Linked DNA regions of Mus musculus: all the other regions are linked to region 7. Evidence: chromatin contacts called from public Hi-C, HiChIP or PLAC-seq and Micro-C data. All regions are on one chromosome and are shown on one strand. Each heading gives the region's core, a stretch centred on a gene start, on an enhancer-like site or on the middle of the called end of the contact. The rest is flanking DNA. Distances are from core to core; before and after follow the strand shown.

Region 1 (2,700 bases), core at 157-2,656, 300 kb before region 7:
GAGAGGAGAAGGGTTAGGAGGGGAAGAAAGGAGAGAAGATGGTAGGAAAGAAGGGAAGATGACAAGAAAGAAGTGGAAGGGAGGAGCAAGAGGGAAGGAGAGGGAGGGAGGGGAGAGTAGCGAAGAAAATTCAAGAGAAAAAAGGAGAGGAGGGAACCAGAGAGGAGGAAAGGGGAGGGAAGGGGAGGAGAGGGGAGGAGAGGAAAGGAAAGGAGAGGCAAGCGGAGACAAGAGGAGACAAGAGGTGAGGTGGGCATGGCATGTCTTTCCAGGTGCACCCCCAGTGACTCACTCCCTTCAACTAGCTAGGCACCGTCTCTACTTATCTATCACCATCTCTCAAAAGAGTACCACTAGATAGGGTCTAAGGCTGTGTAGAGACAAGTCCTAGCACCTCCTCTCTATAGAAGCTCCTATGAGAGAAACTCTTCACGAGAAGAACAAGTAGAGGTTTTGAAATCAGGCCATCTTGCTCTGCCTGATTAACCACTAGGTTCCCTCTGTGGCTATGGGCATTTCTGTCTTTGGCCACTTCCTCAGACACTGCCTTCAGCCTGCAGAGCCTGGCTTCCCTCCAGAAAACTGGAAGCTAGTGATCCAACAGGCTTCCTCCGCCTGGCCTGGCCACAGCGCTACATTTCCTAGAAACTCCTGTAACCAGGTAGGGTCTTGTGACCACATTCTTCTAGCTGAGAGATTTAAGCCGCTTTTAGATCTGGCTACAAAATAATGTCCCTATGGCCTTCCTTCCTTCTTGCTCCTGTCTGTCTACTGCCAGTGGACCTTTTAGCATCCCAGATTACTAAACAAACGGTCTTCTAGCCTCTCTTCCATCTTTAATAATGCCATATGGAGCTTATGTAATATGGGGTAATAATTTCTGCTGGGTTAAATGACTGAGTTCATCTTTTACAGCAGTTAGCTTTGTACTTTAATGGGGAACCCATGTGGAAAGGGCAGGGGGAGGATCTAGAATCCAATTCCATATTTTTCTTATTGGGCACAATCCCACAGAGAACTAAGGTCCTCCTCTGGGTTTAGACATATGCCTGGCCCCTCATCTGCTCTAATTTCTCTATACTTCTTTTCTTCCCTTTTCTTTGCCCTTTCTCCTAGAGTCCCCTCATCTGATCAGATTTGCCAATTTCCAGGCACAGGGAGGAAGTGGTGCCTGTGGTGACCTCCAGAGAGTGCCTCTCCTCAAGGCTGCCATTGGCTGTCTACTGTGTAGGCTCCTCTGCACCTGATTCTGCCTTTGTGTTAGGATCAGGGGTCTTCCATGCTCTGCTCAATCAGATGTGTCCTGGAGGCAGGGTCAGGCTCATCACCCTGGGGAGGGAGGAGTGGAGAGTGGCTGACAACTCCCTTCTGCTCCTAGATTCATGGGAAACCTCATATAAACACTCCCTACATCTCCACAGCCACCCGCTGCTAATGCTGCCTCCTCTCAGGCTCCAGGTGCACACTGACTGGGCCCCCTGTGGATATATGGTGTCCCTGTTGTCATGACAACCAGCCAGAGAGACTGATGGGCAAGTGTAACTTCATTGCTGCAGGGAGGGCAGAGAACAACAGGGCACACGGGGGGAGGGGGCATTTAGAAGTGTGGAAATACAGAAGCAGGAAGAAAGCTGTAGGGATTTCTACATGCTGTGTTCATACCGCCTGTCCTGTCTTTGGAGAGAGTATCTTTCTCTGCAAAGCCAAGACTCTGGCCTTCCTCTCTGAGCACTTCAAGGATTTAAGAGTGGGCTCTGGGAAGAAAGCATTGAGGAGAAACATAAGGCAGTAGTAAGTGAGTAGCATTTATCAGATGTTTCACAAATCCAGGGTTAGCCCTTACTGCTAGGGTGATGGCAGAATGTCAAAGGAATTCCACGAACAGGCAGAGGAACCAGCACTTGCAAAGGCACTGGCACAGAAGACACCATGTTGTGAGCAATGATAAGTGGGAAGAGGTGAGACAAAGAGAGGTCTCTGGGCAGGAGGTGAAGGTCACAGAGGGTCTTAGATTCTGAGTGCCTCTGGGACAACTCTCTCTGAAGTGAGCTATGGTTTGACTTGGCTATGAATTTTTGAGGTCCCCATGCAGAGATCAGATGGCATCAAAGTGGAAAAAATGGGATGCAGAGGTGCCAGAGAGGGATGCTGAAGCTGAGTGTGTGCTCAGTGTGTGAGTGTGTGCTGAGTGTGTGCTGAGTGTGTGCTGAGTGTGGGCTGAGTGTGTGCTAGGAGGACCCCACTAGGAGAGAAGGAAATGAGAACAGAAAGCAGAGAGATCTTGGCATCTCAAAAAAATAGCAGACACTGGAAAGGATGGTTCTAGGCTGTCTTTGCTGGAAGTATAGTGTAGAAGAGAAAGGAAGCCATCAAGAAAACACCTCCATAGCATGGTCAAGCTTTCTGCATGGGCGGTAGGCTTCCCAGGGGCAGGATACCTATTTCTTCTTCTTGTGACTTATTTGAGATTCTGGGAAAAGTACTTGATTTGCAGCCACGTGGGCCCAGGATCTTCCTTGTGCTGCACACACCCAACTATGTGGCCAGCACAGCTACTCTGCACCTACTGGCTGTCATCCAGAGATGGGGGGTGCTTGTGCTAAGATCCGTGAGCTCTAGACCTTGTGACTTGAAGAACCACAGTGACCCGTTAATCTGGGAAATGCTGAGAGTAAGTCACCCTCACACCTGCTCTGAGAT
Region 2 (2,700 bases), core at 39-2,538, 420 kb before region 7:
AGATGCACACACACATGTACACACATGCATACACACACACAGGTACACATGCAGACACGTACACACACACACACACAGAGTCAAACACAGCAGTGGAAAGTTGGCTCAGCAGTTAAGAACACTTGCTCTTGAAGAGAGCCTGGGTTTGGCTCTCAGAATCCATAAAGATGCTCACACTTATCTAAAACTCCAGTTCTAGATGGTCCAAGATCTTCTCCTCCTGACTTCTTCAGGCACCAGGTACACATATGGTGTACAAATACCCACGGGATAAACTCTAATACACATAAAATAAAGCAAATAAGTGTAAAACTATCTTTAAAGTTAGTAAATGAAATGATAAGAGAATGGAAAGAACAGGAAAAGAGAATAAATTAGAAAGTACTTCAGAGGATGAAAAGTCTAATCCAGTCTAGTCTAGAGCTGAGAATCTTATCAAAACACTAGTCAGAAAAAAAAAAAAACTAAAACAGAATAGTATAGATTTTCAGACTTATGGGATCTATTTATGCCCAGCATAATAAATAAAATCATTATGAAATTTCATAGTGAACTAAAATTAAAAATACCAAAAACTACCAGAGAGAAACATAAAACCACATACACACACACACACACACACACACACACACACACACACACACACACAGAGAGAGAGAGAGAGAGAGAGAGAGAGAGAGGTCACAAAGACACTGAGGTTATCAACAATAGTTGTCTCCCGAGCTAGAGAACATTAGGGAAATGCCTTTGAAATCTGGGGAGGGAAGCACTGTGCCCAAATTTCTATGCATGGGTAAGACAAAGGCAGTAAATAAATAAAAAGAATGCCACAATATGGGTCGTTTTCTTCAGAGGTGACTGGGATATTGAACCTTCATTTAATGAGATGCTACAATGAAGAAAAAGAGAGACGAAGCCAAGGGATATTTTATACACACACACACACACACACACACACACACACACACACACACACACAAAACACACGCGCGCGCACGTGTATGTGTGTTTATATAATTATTTATATATTATATATAAAAGTATACTTTGTTTTCATTATATATGTATAACATATATAGTATATAATAAATATACATATATAATAAAAGCATCTCAAAAAACCCTGATTTCTGCTTTCATGTGTGCCTCTGTGTGTGTGTGTGTGTGTGTGTGTGTGCGCGCGCGCGCGCGCGCGCACGCTCGCGCGTGCTCGCACATGCGTGTACTCGTGTCATTCCTGCCTCTGTGATGCTAAAGGTTGAACCCAGAGCTTTGTGCATGTTAAGAAGCCCTTAGGGGAATTCATGTGAAGATGAGTGAAGGCAGGTGTGAGTGAATGCAACAAAAGGAATCATGGCTGCCAAAGTGTTTGAGTCCATCGGAAAGTTCGGCTTGGCTCTAGCAGTTGCAGGAGGCGTGGTGAGCTCTGCTTTATATAACGTGGATGCTGGGCACAGAGCTGTCATCTTTGACCGATTCCATGGAGTACAGGACATTGTGGTAGGGGAAGGGACTCACTTTCTCATCCCTTGGGTACAGAAACCAGTTATATTTGACTGTCGCTCTCAACCACGGAATATACCAGTCATCACTGGTAGCAAAGATTTGCAGAACGTCAACATCACACTGCGTATCCTCTTCCGGCCCGTAGCCAGCCAGCTTCCTCATATCTACACCAACATTGGCCAGGACTATGATGAGCGGGTGCTGCCATCTATCACCTCAGAGATCCTCAAGTCGGTGGTGGCTCGCTTCGATGCTGGAGAATTGATTACCCAGCGAGAACTGGTCTCCAGGCAGGTGAGCGATGACCTCACAGAGCGAGCAGCCACATTTGGGCTCATCCTAGATGACGTGTCCCTGACACATCTGACCTTTGGGAAGGAGTTCACAGAGGCGGTGGAAGCCAAACAGGTGGCTCAGCAGGAAGCGGAGACAGCCAGATTTGTGGTGGAAAAGGCTGAGCAGCAGAAGGTGGCAGCCATCATTTCTGCTGAGGGGGACGCTAAGGCGGCAGAGCTGATCGCCAACTCGCTGGCCACAGCAGGCGATGGCCTGATCGAGCTGCGCAAGCTGGAGGCTGCTGAGGACATTGCGTACCAACTCTCCCGCTCTCAGAATGTCACCTACCTGCCAGTGGGGCAGACTGTGCCCCTCAAGCTTCCCTAGTGAGGCCTCCCCTGCTTCACCTTCTCCGGCCAATCAGCCCATAGTCTCCAACATTTTGAACAATGCCTTCCTTCTACCCCACCCCGGAAAGCACTGTGAAATTTAATGATAGGCTTAAAGTGAAGGAAATAAAAATAAAATCACTTCAGGACACACACACACACTATCTATCTATCTATCTATCTATCTATCTATCTATCTATACATATATGTATATATATATACACACACTATATATATACACATACATACACACTGTGTGTAAGTATGTGTGTGTATGTATATAGTGTGTATGTATGTATGTGTATATATATATATACATATATGTGTAGATAGATAGATAGATACACACACACACACACATACACACACACACATTTAGTGCCTTCTGCCATTGGACTATATCCCCAGCCCCTTAAGCAAAAAAGCTAAGGAGGTTATGGAATGTTCCTAAGGTGAAGGCAGCTAGAGATTGTAGATCCCCTCATTGTCCCTATGTCTGATGCATTGAGATAGATTTTACATTTCTCA
Region 3 (2,798 bases), core at 117-2,616, 280 kb after region 7:
TTCATTGCACTACGGTGACAGCAGGATTGCATTTCCCTCGGGAAACTCCAGGGGAGGGTCCACTTCCTTACCTTGTCCAGCCACTATAGACCCACCACTGTTCCTTGACTGGTACCTTGACCCCTTCCCACTTCTTTCAAGATAGCTGGAACGATTAAGTCTTCTCATATCACATAATCTTCCATAGTCACATTTCCTCCAGCCCTGACCTCGCCTACTCTTCCCCTTTAAAGGCTCCTATGGGCCCACCAGGTTGTCCAGACAATCTGCTCCATTACAAGGTTATCCCCTCCAGCACATCTGCAAAGCCTCTTTCCTATGTAGAGCCACATAGGGATCAGGATGCAAGTATTTTCATGGGTGATTATTCTGCCTACTGGAGCTCATGGCCTAATGTTCTTGTTTTCCAAATGAACAGACCCAACTTGGGTTAGGGGAGACTGACCTGGGATCACCCACAGAATGAATGACTGTGCTAAGATGTACTCCTTAGCTGCTGGGCTCACAACTCTATTTGTAGATCTATAACGTTGACTCACTTAAAGCAAGAAGAGCCAAAAGTGATCTTTCTCCCAAGACTTGGCCAGGCCATAGTCGTCTATGAGATAAACTCACCCATCACTTCAGCCAACTGGAAAGTGTCCCACTGGTGGCAAGACCAGCAAATGTGGAAGGATGGGGGGTCTGGAGGCTGACCTCAGACTCTCCCATCAGGGACAGGGACAAAGGGAAGTGTCTATTTGTGTATGTAGGATCCTATCTGATGCCTCTGCTTTCTTCCAATTTGACAACTTCAGACATTTTAAAAATTAACAACTGAAGATGATATTTGAACTGCTTCAGTAGATTTCTAGCTTCCTTCCAAGAGCGATAAATTAGAAATAGGACTCATTTTTTGTGATGGGCCAAAGAGTGTTTAGACACATTTGTATAGCTTTGGGGCTCACATATCTATGTATTTCTTCCTATTTGGGGTTTCCAGCTTTGTTCAGCTTAGGGTATGTCTATGTACTTAGCCTGTTTAAATGTTCACACACACACACACTACAAAAGAACAAACTAATAACCAGTATCAATTAGTCCATGGTTAACAGAAGATAGTCTAACTTCCAGAGAGTGGTGGTCTGTTTTTCTTGCCGTCATTACAAATAAGTATTCATACAGACGTTTTTTAGAGTGATGATTGGGAGGGGTCATGGGTGCAGAGGTCACTCGGGCACATGTCACAAGCTAAACGATCACCAAAGATGACACATAGGCTTGGAGTTGAGAACAGTCACGTGGCCATACCTCAAGGTGACGCTCAGTGGCCTTGGAGGCTGGGATAAACTGATTGATGAGTGGCCCCAGGCCTCACAGGCAGTCCAGCAGGCTGCTGTGGTCAGTGGAGCGAAAGAACCAAGTCCTTCTGCGAGCATCCGAGCTCTGCCAGCAACTGAGCTGGCTGCGCACAGGCTGTTGCTTTGTTGTTTTTGGCAAAGACGCCAGAGTTATTTTATTTTCCTCTCTCCAGCTTGAAGCTATTTTTGTGAATGTTTTAACTGTGAACGTGCCTTGAGAGTAGCTTCCAGCACCACACGCACTGATGGGACTGGAGGCTCTGGCTCTTAGTAAGCTAGAGGTGGCCACTGGGAGCCCAGCACCCACAGGGGTGAGCTTGCCAGGTGACATGCCCCTTCCAGGAAGCTTGGCTCAGCCCACTTGAACAGAGGGACCCAAGGAGAAGGAAGCCAGGAGACTTTCTTCCTTCACAGACTCAGAGTCTTCCATTCCTGGAATTGTACAGCCAAGGGGCTCCTTCAGGCCTCGGTGACTGAACTTCCCGGTTACAGAGGAGAAAGGGGGTTCAGAGAGGCCAAAGAATTCCTTCTGCAGGAGGGTTCATCCAGCCCCGACCCACATACAGTGGGGCAGTCCCCATATTGCATTAGGAAAGCTTCCTGGCAGAGGTGGAGAAGGGAACAGGAGAAAAATAAAAAGCAAATAGCCAAAATATGAAGAACACAGATCCACTATTCATCCCCTCGACTGTTGTGTGCCAGGCATTTGCCCTCACATGGAGTTTACAGTCTGAGTGGAAATACTAACAAGTATACAGATGGATTGGGGTCCCAGTTGAAGGGGCATGAAAAGAGGTGTAAGGTGGGTCCAGGAGGTTAGAATAGGCAGAGTTTAGGGGGACTGGACAAGGTCAAGGAAACCCAAGAAAAGACATGATAGAGGAAAATGAAGTCATGTGTACACATACACACACATATACACGTACACACATACATACACACACATATACACGTACACACATATACATGTACACACATACATACACACACATAGAAAACACATATACATGCACACACATATATACACACATACATGCACACGTGCACACATGCAGAGAGAGAGAGAATGAGAGAGAGAGTACAAAGGTCCATAAGAGACTTTTTCCAAGGTTTCTTCATTACTATTTGTTTCCTGTAACATATTGATTTTTAATCTTGTTTCGATCACAAACCCATTTTAGAACAAAGTGGAAACGATGAATCCTTCCCCACCACCCCACCCAGGAATGATGTTCATAACCATGGGGACAGGCATTAGGTTGCCAGTCAGTGACCCTCCATGGCCCCACTGATGCTGGCCATGCCCTAGAGAGTGCTGACTAATCTCCTAAAGAGCCCACACCAGCACACAAAGAGCGATTGATGTTTCTTCTCCCTAAATGGCACAATGACAGTCATTTTTTCAATTTGCAGAAGGGAAAAAAAAGATAGGATTTGATCAATTTCAATTTTTTTCCT
Region 4 (2,880 bases), core at 195-2,694, 330 kb before region 7:
TAGGGAATTTGTTATTTGAATCCAGGAACCAGGAAGATATATGCTCAAACTAACTCTCAAAGGTGGAGGACCTCAGGTTTTTGTTTGTGGTTGGTGAAGACTTAGGTCTTTGTTTTGTTTTGTTTTGTTTTGTTTTGTTTTGTTTTGTTTTGGTTTGGTTTGGTTTGGTTTGGTTTGGTTTGATTTGATTTTTTGAGACAGGGTTTCTCTGTGTTGCTCTGGCTATTCCGAAACTCCTCTGTAGACCAGGCTGGCCTCGAACTTGGAGATCCAACTGCCTCTACCTCCCAAGTGCTGGGAATAAAGACATGTGCCACCACTGTCCTGCTGACTTAGGTTATTCCTAATGTGTCACTCTTCACAAGCTGACTGATTGTTTTGTATCATAGAGTTGGGTTCCCCTAGACCAAGGGGATAAAAGTAGGGGCAAATATCAGTAGACGGGACTCTTTAGAAGCCATGATCAAAGCTAACTCTATGCTTTTTCATGATATGCTCTTTGAAAATAAGTTTTAGATTTAATCAGTAGTGGAATGAATAGACTGAGGAATGGATGGATGGATGGACAGATGTAATGGTCCCCTTAGCTAAGATTCCAAATCCTTTTCTTTATGACAAAGCATAGTGTTCAGGGTTTGGTCTTATATCATGAAAGTTATATAACCTTGAAGGGACCATGTAGAATAAAATGGCCCACTTCATTCTAAAGGTAAGCCTTGGGGATGGTACAAGCTGTCAAACGTTAGACTACTCAGTAGTAAATTCAGGACTGCCATGACAGACTTCTCTTTCAATGTTTCTTCTCCAACAACATGAAAAAGTACTGTGTGCACTTGGCTCAGAATTCCTACCACCATTATACAGAGATAAAGAGGAAATATAACTTGTTGAAGTCCAAAACCATCTGGACTCACTGACCCAGACACCTCCTCTGCTTTGGTCCAAGGACCCATTGATTTTTGTCCATTCAGCAGATCCAGTCCCACTCCGGACACCAAATGTTGCCATGGGACTTTATTTAGAACAGGGTGCTCAATACCATGTTCCCTGGCATGTCTCAGAATGCTTTGCTGCTTTCAGGTATACCTGTCTATAAATCCACCCCTTGTCAGTCTAGGACTTTCTTAAGTGGATCTTTCCCTCTACTGAAACATCCCTGTGGATGCACCATAAACGTTGACATTTCTCCAGAGCAGGATGTTTTTGAAAAAATATTTTAGATGAATGCCAGGCCAGGCTTCACGAAATGTCATGGTGACTTTCCAAAGAGACCTGCCAGGAGCTAGGGTGAGTAAAAATAGCCACTGCTCTGTGTGGATGTGAAAAGAGTAAAGATCACAGAGAGAAGAGTTTATTTGTTTTTTAAATAATTATTTCTAAGTGGTTCTGGGCCTGCAGAATGCGTCAGACAGGCAGGCAGGCAGGCAAGCAGAAGCTCTATGTCTGACGCCAGAGGGAGAAGGCAGAGAAGGGCAGCAGATGGGAGAGAGGGGGATGGAGTCTCTGGTTCTAGCCCCAGCCAAGAATTTTATAAAGCTTGGAAAACCCCTCTTGGATAGCAAGCCTCAGTTTCTCCAGCTGGACTAGAATATGAGGGGAATAAAAGCAGCTAGGAAATAGTATGCAAATGGCTACATATAGAAAATGGGAAAAATACACACATTTTAAAAAACAGTGCAGACAGAGACTTGGGCAAAGAGAAGGCGAATTTTCATTCAAGGGGGAGATCAGCACCTCGGACAGATCCAGCCAACTGTGCTTTCCCCGAATGTTCAGTCAGGGTTGTCCCTTGATTTTACAGTCATAAGATATCTTCCAGGCAGCTAGATAAGCACAGAAGGTTGACATCTGACATCTGGACTCATCTTCTGGGTGATCTCTTTCTGGAATTATAATCCGTGGGCTAACTGAGATTCTGAGGCAGAAATTAGCTCCCCACTTCCTGTGGGGCTGAATACAGAAACCAACACTTGCCAAGCACTGGCCCTCCAGCATCAAATTAGCATATTAGTTAAAATACACATACATACACACCTACAGCATTGGTGATGAGGAGTTCCAGAGGCTGTAGTATCTCTTCACTCTCAGTTTGGGGAGGGGAAACCTTGATTCTCATAGACACCACTACCTGTCCTTTGGAATTCGTAAGAACGATGGTGCCTTACAGATATTTGGCTCAGGTCCACAGCATGCTCAGTGTATGGATCTAGACTCTGGAAGGGTGAAAAGAAACATTAAACATTTGCATGTTCCAGGCCGTAATAAATAACTAAACAATGTGGTTTAATTTCATTCTTAAGAGATAAATCTGGGGCTGGAGAGATGGCTTAGTGGTTAAGAGCACTGACTGCTTTTCCAAAGGTCCTGAGTTCAAATCCCAGCAACCACATGGTGGCTCACAACCATCCTTAATGAGATCCAACGCCCTCTTCTGGGGTGTCTGAAGACAGCTACAGTGTACTTACTTATAATCAATCAATCAATCAATCAATCAATCAATCTCTGGGCCGGAGCGAGCAGAGCCAGAGTAAGCAGGGCCAGAGAGAGAGAAGAGGTGCTGGAGAGAGGAAAAAAAGTGTCTGAAAACAGCTACAGTATACTTACACATAAATAATAAATAAATCTTTAAAAAAAAGAGAGATAACTCTGAAACAAGATTTGTCACTTCTCTCTTGCATAAGATTCTTTGATACATTTTCATTAATATTCTAGATAGCATACAAATTGGGTTCCAATATGTCACTTTGTACAGGCTTATCATTATACTATGTCCACAAATACCCTCTTTTTTCACCCCCCTTTCATAGTTTTACACCTATAAGGAGCTTAAATATCAGAGTGTAGAAGAACCAATAGTTACCTGATGTAGATGCTAGTCTG
Region 5 (2,700 bases), core at 195-2,694, 370 kb after region 7:
TTATTTATTTTATGTATGTGAGTACACTGTAGCTGTACAGATGGTTGTGAACCTTCATGTGGTTGTTGGGAATTGAATTTTTAGGACTTCTGCTCGCTCCAGTCAACACTGCTCACTCTGGTAGGCCTCACTTGCTCAGTCCCTGCTCTCTCCAGCCCAAAGATTCATTCATTATTATTCATAAGTACACTATAGCTGATTTCAGATGCACCAGAAGAGGGTGTCAGATCTCATTATGGGTGGTTGTGAGCCACCACGTTGTTGCTGGGATTTGAACTCAGGACCTTGGGAAGAGTAGTCAGTGCTCTTACCCGCTGAGCCATCTCACCAGCCCCTGAAAGAAAAGTTTAAAAAAAAAATATTTATTCACCTTTATTTTATGTGACTGTGTGAGTCCCTGCATGTATATATGTTCCTGCCTGGTACCCTCAGAGGTATGAAGAGGGTGTCTCATCTCCTTGAACTGGAGTTACAGGCAAAGCTATTGTTGTGGATGCTGGGAAATTAACTCTGGTCCTCTGTAAGAACAGCAAGTGCTTTTAGCCACTGAGCCATCTCTCCAGCAACACCCCTCCCCCCAACAAAAACCATTTTAAGAACACCCAGTGTGTCTTGAAATTGGAGATCATAACTCATTACAATCTATGGAACTAATTTCATGGATTTCTTATTTATAATACAAACTACTACTATAAGCTTCTTGGAATGTGTAGAGAGTGGAGGTGGGGGATATAAAAAAAAAGTTTAGGACATGGTCCTCTATGCTAGAAGCTGCAATCATCCCGAGGAGATGATTCATACATTTTTTAAAAAATTACTAGTATAAGGTACTAGTCTGATGACATGCTCACATGAGTGGAAAAAAATGGACCACTGGAAATGAAGAGTAAGCCATGTGGCTGAATGCTGGGGTTCGTAAATCAGATGACCTCCACGAAGTCGCAGCTCCTCCACTTCCTAGCAGTGTGACAAGTTACTTAAGTTTGCTAAAGCACTTAGAACAGCTCTAAACATTTCGGTGACCTGGAAGTATTCTCTACCATTGCCATAACTATTCAGCCACCATTTCAAGGATGGATGGCACATGAGCACAGAAGAATGTGAGGGAATCATAATGGATAATTCGCGCCAAAGCCGCTCAAGTTATAAGTTTGTAAATTTGTAAGTTTGTTGGCATCTACTAGGCAGGGGTTGAAGAAGGCAACAAGGCCTATTCTACCCAGAGTCAGGTCCACACGGCTCCCCGCCACGCTAGATGCCCGTGCCTGTCTTTAGGGGGCGCTGCCGCTTAGCCGCCGCGGCTGGCCCAGAGCGCGTCCCCGCCCCACGCGTGCGCGCCGCCCAGGTGAGGAGGCGGCTGGGCCGGGGTTGGGCGGGCTCATCGGCGGGGCGGAGCCCGAGCGGCCGGGGCGGGGCGGGGCGGGGCCCAGCGGGACCCAGGCTAGAGGCGGGACCAGCCGCCGCCGTCTCCGTCTCGCCACCACGGCCCCCACACAACCCGCAGCCACCGCGGGAGGAGCGGAAGCCGCCGGCCTCGCCCGTTCAGAGCCGCGCCGGCTGGAGCTCTGAGGAGTGGCGGCCGTCTCTCTCGCTCTCTCTCTCTCTCCGGCCCGACCCCGCCCAAAGGTGCCGAGCACCCCCGCCCCAACCCGAGCGCTCCCACCTGAGCCGGCGCCATGGCGGAGCAGGAGAGCCTTGAGTTCGGCAAGGCGGACTTCGTGCTGATGGACACCGTCTCCATGCCCGAGTTCATGGCCAACCTTAGGCTCAGGTGAGCGCGTCTCGACAGCCATGCCGGGGTTTCCCGAGAGGGGGCGCTGCTGAGGATTCGGGGTGACCGGGGCGAGCAGCTCCCGCGAGTGAGTGCGGCGGGGTGACAGGGGGTCCGCGGCGCTGGGTGGTCACGCCTCCCAGAGAGAGGACTCTTCCTTGGTGCGGCCTTGGGACTCCAGGGTGTGATGAGGTCTAGGACTGCACTTTAGGGGTCTGGGGTCGTCCCTGTGTGGTGTCTTGATTAGGGGCATGCTGGGCTTGAGGTCGCTTAGGGGTGCACCAGCCCGCCCTGAGCCAGGTAAATGATGTGGGCGGGACCGGGTGACTTAATGGAACAAAAGTAAGGGAAAAGAAAAACTTAGGAGCGGCGTGATGGCCCTGGCAGCCCCAGGAAAACTGGAAGGTTGTTTTAAAAGAGCCTGGCATCTATCTCCTGCTTTCACGCTCGATTTTCTTTTCTCGTTTCTTTCCTTCCTCTTCTTCTTCTTCTTTTTTTTTTCTCTTTTCTTTCTTTCTGGCGTGGTTCCATCCTACCATTCAGGATGCTATGGAGTGAACCCTAAGCTGTCTGTTCCGGGACACGGGCTATTTTTTAGTTACTCATTCGACGTAATTAGACCCGTTTCCAGACATCGAAGAGACTGCTGTACTTGCCAGTGCCAAGATAAACTGTCTGAATTTGACAAGGCGTCCATGGTTTCAGTTTTTTCAAGGAGTTATGTATGGATGGAGCCTTTGTGTTACTGACATCTTTGAGAATTTAGTTACAACACAATGCCCCAAAATGGGCTTCCAAGAGGAACTTATTTTAGAAAGTCTTCTATACGTAATTATTTCATTTTCAAACAGTAATATGTAATCTGAGTATTAAAGTGTTTTGACTTTAAAAAAAAACTGAAACGGAGTTTCAGCTTGAAGCGTGTGCTT
Region 6 (2,700 bases), core at 192-2,691, 360 kb before region 7:
AAGAGGGGGGGATACAGGAGAGGCACCAGAGTTGGGTAGGGCTGTGCTAAACACCTAAGCAGGAGGTCACCTAAGCAGGAGGTCACACTGCTTAGGTAGTGCTGAAGCAGAACACAGGATTTAGAAAGCCTTTTTTTTCCCCCCTGACTCAAAGCAGGGGAAGAGGCTAGAGAACTTTTCATCTCATTCAATCCTCTGGCTTCCCCCTCTCCAGGAATAATAATAGCAAGGGTCTCATTCACTAAATAAAGCTTAAGGCCTGAAGTCTTTTGCAGTCTAACACCTTCATTCTATACTTGCTGAGCCCCCTGGAACCAAAGGTATTATTTTCCTTTTTCCACTCCAGAAAGGCCACCAAGATAAACCCTTGCCAAGGATATCTGACTAGGAACTGGCAGGGTTGGGATTTAGTTCTTACTTTTAGAGTTTCGGTGTTTGCAGGGCTAGGTATGAAACATGGGTCTTCATATACACCAAGACAGTCACCACGGAGCCCTATCACAAGGCTCCATTCCCAGCCTCTTAGACACCAGCTTCTGACCGCCTTCAGCCTTATCAGTCTATGTTCTAGCTCCCAGCATGTGGTCTTACTCTTCCTAGTCACTGCACGGCATCACTGGAGGCATGCATGGGAGAATTTATGAAGTCATATGTCCTTTCTCCATGGATGGCATTTCCCCTGGCTGCCAAGGGGGCAGTCTCCCTGAGGGCAGGGAGAAGATTCACCAGCCATCAGCATCACACCTTGAATTAGCCCCAGAGCTGACAGATGACTGGCCCCAGATCTCTCTACATGTGTCAGCAAGAAAGGAAGTAGCAGAAAGAAACTTTCAAGCTGTGGTTGACAACATGAGCTCTGGATCTGGGTTGTTCTGGGATCTACTCTACCTCATATGCCCAATTTCATACCAGACAGGAGCCTTTCTGAACCTGCTCACTCCACTGTAAGCTAGAGGAAAGGAGAGGAGCTACCCAAGGGGCTACTAGGAGCTTGACACCCCACCATGACATGACTGCTCCTCAGTGTGTTCACTATGGCTAATGAAACTGTACAGGAGTTTAAAGTGGACCCCAGAGTACTAGACTCTGCTTACATTGCCCAGCCAGCACTCCCAGAAAGACTCCAGCAGGACCACACATCCCTTTCTTCTTTCTTGCCTCACATCAGACCCTGAGAGCATCCTCTGCCTTCCTCCACATTTTTTACTTTCTGATCCTGTTGTTTTAAGACCTAAATACTAGATAGACCCACTACCCCATATTCCAGTTCCTGCTGGAAGCCAGTTGGACCTAGGGTAACAGGAACGTTGGTTGGCAGCTTCCTCATTTCCCAGATGGACAAGCAGATGAGGCCCTTCTATTATGGGATGAGTTAATGAGTCCTGCGCATGCACAACACATATGCACACGTGTGCGTGCACACTGTTCTGGGAATTCTGCCACGCCCTGCCAGAATGATGTGTCCCCATCTGCCTCACAATACCACCGTTCCCAGAACGGTCTGTGCAGGAGAACGGAGGCTGTATCTTCGGACCCACTCTTTTGCCATGCCCCTTTTATTTTTCTAATTCCTGACACGAAGCAGCCCTTTGCAAGAAGGAGCAGAACCAGACCCCAAATATGGACGTGACTATAACTGAAGCATATGGTTTATACTTTCATCTTCCCCTCTGCAGTAGCCTGTGGCTCCTGGAGTCCTAGTTCCATCTTATACCAGTTTGGGCTCTAGAGGAAGGAAAGACAGATGCCTCCCACCCACAATTTCCATGCGAGCTGAGCTGGAAGACCCCTGAGGTTACAATACCACTCTACCCACCCCAGAGGTCTATATGGAGAATACATCTGCTGAAAAGTTACAAGACCTGCTTTTAGGGAACTCTTGGGGTGGGAATTTCACACTCTGCCTGATAATAAATGCTTTCCTTTCTGTTCTCAGTACAAAAAAAAAAAAAAAACTTTAAAATTTTTTTGAAATAATTATAGACTCACAAGAAGTTGCAAAAATTAACAGAGTAGTCCCATATACTTATCACTCAGCTTCTCGAATCATTTTACACAATGTGTTATATTATCAAGAGCAGGAAATTGACATCAGCACAATGCACTTAACTTAACCAATACAATTAACTTGATTATAGACTTTACTCAAATGTCACCCACTCTGTGTATGTGTGTGTGTGTGTGTGTGTGTGTGTGCATACACATGCTCGAAGTTCTATAAAATTTTTATTAGATCTAGAGGGTTTTTAAATTTTTGAGACACTTTCAGATTTATATACAGCTGTTAAAAAAAAAAAAGACAGATCCTGTATGTCTCATTCCCTCTTAGTAATGTCTTTCAAGGTTGTACTGTGACCAAGACATCCCTGCAGGAAGCACACATCACAGCACTGCAGGGGGAGACATTGCATCCCCACAGGAGGCACACACACCACCATCTCCCGGATCCCTGCTCTCTTTTTCAGTAGCTACACCTACGACCCTGCTGTCCACCAACTAGTCACGCAGACTGATTCCTACCGCTTAATTCACTATCTTGAAGCTGTTTAAACTGCACTAGTTGCTGTGCCTATTTTAGAATAATTTATCCTTATCTATAAAAATCTTTCTTGGGTTTTACTAGGAATTGCAGTAATCTCAAAGAAATCAATTAGAGTGAAAAACTGATATGCTTAATCCATCAATCTGTGAACATGGCTA
Region 7 (2,725 bases), core at 201-2,700:
GAGAAAGGGGTTGGGGCACTTGATAAATTTCTAGAGGCAGAAGAGAGGAGCTGTCCCCTTGAGTCCATCCTGCCACAAGTCCTGTAAGTTTTCCCAGTAACTGGTCACATAGCCCTTCCTAAAAGAAATTCATACACATGCAAATCGGAAACTATACTCATTCATACCCACAGCCAAGGATGTGCACACATAGAACATACAGCCCATCACAGGCACTCGTCTACTTATGACACATCCAGCAGCCGCAGCACATCAACCCACAGGCAGCTTCACGAATTGAAGACTTGGCACAAACGCCGGTTCACATATAAACAGTTCACATCCTACACACACCCCTGCACGACACCGCACTCACACTTGCTCAAGTGCCCACGCTGCACAGTCCCATCTCTCTCCAGCCCATTTCACACGCCCAGGCATCCCTTCACATTTCTTTGCACACGGCTTGCACATAAACACAGCATTCTTACTACTCTCCATCTCTTCCACAAGCCGGTACAACCGACCACATCTGTGCTGCCCCCAACCCCCCCCCCCCGCCCCAACATCCCCTGCAACTTCAACAAGAGGCTTCCCGCTTGGTGTGCAGCGGCCACAGTGGCCAGGAATTAAAATGCAGCAAGGAGGAGCCGGGAGCGTCAGAACCGCGTCTCCAGGAGCGCACAGCGCTCGCCTCGGCCGCCGCCGCCCCGCCCGCCCGGAGCCGCGGGGCCAGCGAGCGCAGTAGCAGGTGCTCAGAGCCCAGCAGCGCCAGCCGCGCCAGCCTCGCGCGGCTGCTGCCCAAGTTCGCCCGGGGCCCGAGGAGGGCCGGGCTACCGAGAGAGGAGAGCAGCCGCCGCCACTGTCACCGCCATCGTGGACTTGGAGTCTTGAGAGGAGACGGGCCCACCGGAGCTGCGAGCTTCGATGAGCAGCGAGTCCGGATCAGCCTCAGGAGGTGTTGCTTGGGCTCCGCAGTTCCCAGCTCCCGTCTCCCAGAGAGAATAAGAGGCAAGGAACAGCATAGCCGGGTTTTTCTAAAGACGATCCGTGCCGAGAGGAAAAGCGATAGTTTCCCAGCACCAGCAACCTTGGAGGGGCCCAGCAGCGAGCAGCTTTCCGCAGGACGCCTTGAGAAGCCCCCGCCCCAGACGACAGTAGACACCCCGCGGGACTCAGGACTTGGGGAAGCCTGGGAGCGTCTCAGCAGAAAGCAGCTCCGGCAGCCGTGAGAAAGAAGGGTCCTGGAGGAAAGGGAAGGTGCAAGTCGCCACTCGGCGACCACTCACCCCAGTACACACCCACCCCACCCGCCGAGCCTGGAGCCGCGGAGTGCCTCTGGGGGCGCTCGTTCCTTGGCGCCTTCCCTCGCATGTCCCAGCACCACTGGGCTAAGGGCCAGACTAGTGGGGTCCCCGGGACTGGCCAAACCAGGCATGGTGGCCCAGTGGTCTCTCTCTCAGGATCAGCGTAAAAACTGGGGTTAGTCCGTGCAGGGGGGACTCATCTCAGGGTCCCCCGAGGTCCAGGACCAGGATAGGTCGGCGGGCACAGAGCCCAGGGATTGGAGAGGCGGCTCCCAATGGGGCCCCTCCGGAGGTAGTGCCCAGTGACTCTCGTCCTTCTGGAAGACTCGGGGCCAGCAGAGCCTGGGGGTGGGGGGTAGTTAGGAGAGGCCAGAGCTAGGGGCGGCGGGCCGAGGCGGCACTCAGTCCCGGGCGAGCGCCCGCGGAGGCGGCGGCGGCGACGCCGGGAGGGCATGCCGCGCCACCGGAGCTCCTGTCGGGAGCAGGCTTCCCTGGCACAAGCTGCGCGCGGCTGCTGCTGCTCCCACTGCTGCTGCGGACTCCCATGGCGGCTCCGCCCGGCCGGGGCCGCCGCCGCTGTCGCCAGCCTCGGGCTGAATGAATGAGCCGGAGCGGCGGAGCCCGGCTGCCGGCGACCGCGCTCAGCGGCCCGGGACGCTTCCGTATGGCCCGCGAGCAGCCGGCGCCCGCGGCGGTGGCGGCAGCTAGGCAGCCCGGGGGCGACCGGAGCGGCGATCGGGAGCTGCAGGGGCCAGGGGTCGCCCGCAGGGGGCGGCCGTCCCTGAGTCGCACTAAATTGCACGGGCTGCGGCACATGTGCGCGGGGCGCACGGCGGCGGGAGGCTCTTTCCAGCGGCGGGCGCTGTGGGTGCTGGCCTTCTGCACGTCCCTTGGCTTGCTGTTGTCCTGGTCCTCGAACCGCCTGCTCTACTGGCTCAGTTTCCCGTCACACACGCGAGTGCACCGCGAGTGGAGCCGCCAGCTGCCGTTCCCCGCTGTCACCGTGTGCAACAACAACCCCCTGCGCTTCCCGCGCCTCTCCAAGGGGGACCTCTACTACGCGGGCCACTGGCTAGGACTGCTGCTGCCCAACCGCACCGCGCGCCCGCTGGTCAGCGAGCTGCTGCGGGGCGACGAGCCGCGCAGACAGTGGTTCCGCAAGCTGGCCGACTTCCGCCTCTTCCTGCCGCCGCGCCACTTCGAGGGCATCAGCGCTGCCTTCATGGACCGTCTGGGCCACCAGCTGGAGGACATGCTGCTCTCCTGCAAGTACCGGGGCGAGCTCTGTGGCCCGCACAACTTCTCCTCAGTGAGTTGCCCTCCGCGCGAACCCGCCCTTTCTGACCCCGCGCTTCCCAGGAGTCCTGAGGCTCTTAGGTGGGCCCCAGGGACTGGACACCAGGCCCCTGTGAGTGTCACTACTTCCTGACTGGGTGTCA

The links. Hi-C and Micro-C count contacts between places; a contact is called where the count stands out from the background. HiChIP or PLAC-seq counts read pairs in DNA pulled down with a chosen protein or histone mark.
Region 1: an H3K4me3 HiChIP or PLAC-seq map of forebrain shows a contact between it and region 7, with 7 times the contacts expected there. The contact joins the enhancer-like site here to the promoter of Asic2 in region 7. A contact is called at or near these places in 15 of 484 Hi-C or Micro-C datasets (cerebellum, cerebral cortex, embryonic stem cells and 2 more) and 9 of 115 datasets of contacts at active chromatin or transcription factors (embryonic forebrain, embryonic hindbrain, embryonic midbrain and 5 more).
Region 2: an H3K4me3 HiChIP or PLAC-seq map of forebrain shows a contact between it and region 7, with 8 times the contacts expected there. The contact joins the promoter of 1700071K01Rik here to the promoter of Asic2 in region 7. A contact is called at or near these places in 2 of 484 Hi-C or Micro-C datasets (cortical neurons and nephron progenitors), 12 of 115 datasets of contacts at active chromatin or transcription factors (SST interneurons, VIP interneurons, embryonic basal ganglia and 7 more) and 1 of 9 other capture datasets (embryonic stem cells).
Region 3: a Hi-C map of uterus shows a contact between it and region 7, with 4 times the contacts expected there. The contact joins the enhancer-like site here to the promoter of Asic2 in region 7. A contact is called at or near these places in 1 of 39 promoter capture datasets (embryonic stem cells), 3 of 484 Hi-C or Micro-C datasets (cerebellar granule neurons, cerebral cortex and uterus), 10 of 115 datasets of contacts at active chromatin or transcription factors (VIP interneurons, embryonic forebrain, embryonic hindbrain and 4 more) and 1 of 9 other capture datasets (embryonic stem cells).
Region 4: a contact with region 7 is called in an H3K4me3 HiChIP or PLAC-seq map of forebrain, with 5 times the contacts expected there. The contact joins the enhancer-like site here to the promoter of Asic2 in region 7. A contact is called at or near these places in 1 of 484 Hi-C or Micro-C datasets (uterus), 4 of 115 datasets of contacts at active chromatin or transcription factors (embryonic basal ganglia, embryonic forebrain, embryonic stem cells and 1 more) and 1 of 9 other capture datasets (adipose tissue).
Region 5: a Micro-C map of embryonic stem cells shows a contact between it and region 7, with 6 times the contacts expected there. The contact joins the promoter of Myo1d here to the promoter of Asic2 in region 7. A contact is called at or near these places in 3 of 484 Hi-C or Micro-C datasets (all in embryonic stem cells), 2 of 115 datasets of contacts at active chromatin or transcription factors (embryonic stem cells and forebrain) and 1 of 9 other capture datasets (embryonic stem cells).
Region 6: a contact with region 7 is called in a Hi-C map of cortical neurons, with 3 times the contacts expected there. The contact joins the enhancer-like site here to the promoter of Asic2 in region 7. A contact is called at or near these places in 6 of 484 Hi-C or Micro-C datasets (cerebral cortex, cortical neurons, forebrain and 2 more) and 9 of 115 datasets of contacts at active chromatin or transcription factors (SST interneurons, embryonic forebrain, embryonic hindbrain and 6 more).

Annotation. Positions count from the first base shown.
Region 1 is chr11:81,452,992-81,455,691 of GRCm38.p6, reverse strand. It overlaps a transcript of Asic2 not described here. Among named protein-coding and RNA genes, the nearest start is that of 1700071K01Rik, 120 kb to the left of the region's middle. Within about 2 kb of position 1,406, at least 26 of the 459 cell types and tissues checked have an H3K27ac peak or open chromatin away from gene starts, as enhancers often do.
Region 2 is chr11:81,572,127-81,574,826 of GRCm38.p6, reverse strand. 1700071K01Rik (RIKEN cDNA 1700071K01 gene) reads left to right here and starts at 1,288. Exons shown (of 1, transcript NM_001033765.2): 1 at 1,288-2,325. The coding sequence starts at 1,354. The coding sequence ends at 2,169. It also overlaps a transcript of Asic2 not described here.
Region 3 is chr11:80,876,054-80,878,851 of GRCm38.p6, reverse strand. No RefSeq gene overlaps it. Among named protein-coding and RNA genes, the nearest start is that of Spaca3, 19 kb to the right of the region's middle. Within about 2 kb of position 1,366, at least 67 of the 459 cell types and tissues checked have an H3K27ac peak or open chromatin away from gene starts, as enhancers often do. A contact at or near this core is called in VIP interneurons, cerebellar granule neurons, cerebral cortex and 2 more, where this site is marked.
Region 4 is chr11:81,485,330-81,488,209 of GRCm38.p6, reverse strand. It overlaps a transcript of Asic2 not described here. Among named protein-coding and RNA genes, the nearest start is that of 1700071K01Rik, 87 kb to the left of the region's middle. Within about 2 kb of position 1,444, at least 10 of the 459 cell types and tissues checked have an H3K27ac peak or open chromatin away from gene starts, as enhancers often do. A contact at or near this core is called in forebrain, where this site is marked.
Region 5 is chr11:80,778,769-80,781,468 of GRCm38.p6, reverse strand. Myo1d (myosin ID) reads left to right here and starts at 1,444. Exons shown (of 22, transcript NM_177390.3): 1 at 1,444-1,771. The coding sequence starts at 1,677.
Region 6 is chr11:81,511,327-81,514,026 of GRCm38.p6, reverse strand. It overlaps a transcript of Asic2 not described here. Among named protein-coding and RNA genes, the nearest start is that of 1700071K01Rik, 61 kb to the left of the region's middle. Within about 2 kb of position 1,441, at least 16 of the 459 cell types and tissues checked have an H3K27ac peak or open chromatin away from gene starts, as enhancers often do. A contact at or near this core is called in cortical neurons and ventral hippocampal neurons, where this site is marked.
Region 7 is chr11:81,151,628-81,154,352 of GRCm38.p6, reverse strand. It overlaps Asic2 (acid-sensing (proton-gated) ion channel 2), which reads left to right and starts at 1,450. Exons shown (of 10, transcript NM_007384.3): 1 at 1,450-2,595. The coding sequence starts at 1,888. It overlaps Gm51910 (a long non-coding RNA gene), which reads right to left. Exons shown (of 3, transcript XR_003949744.1): 3 at 2,620-2,725.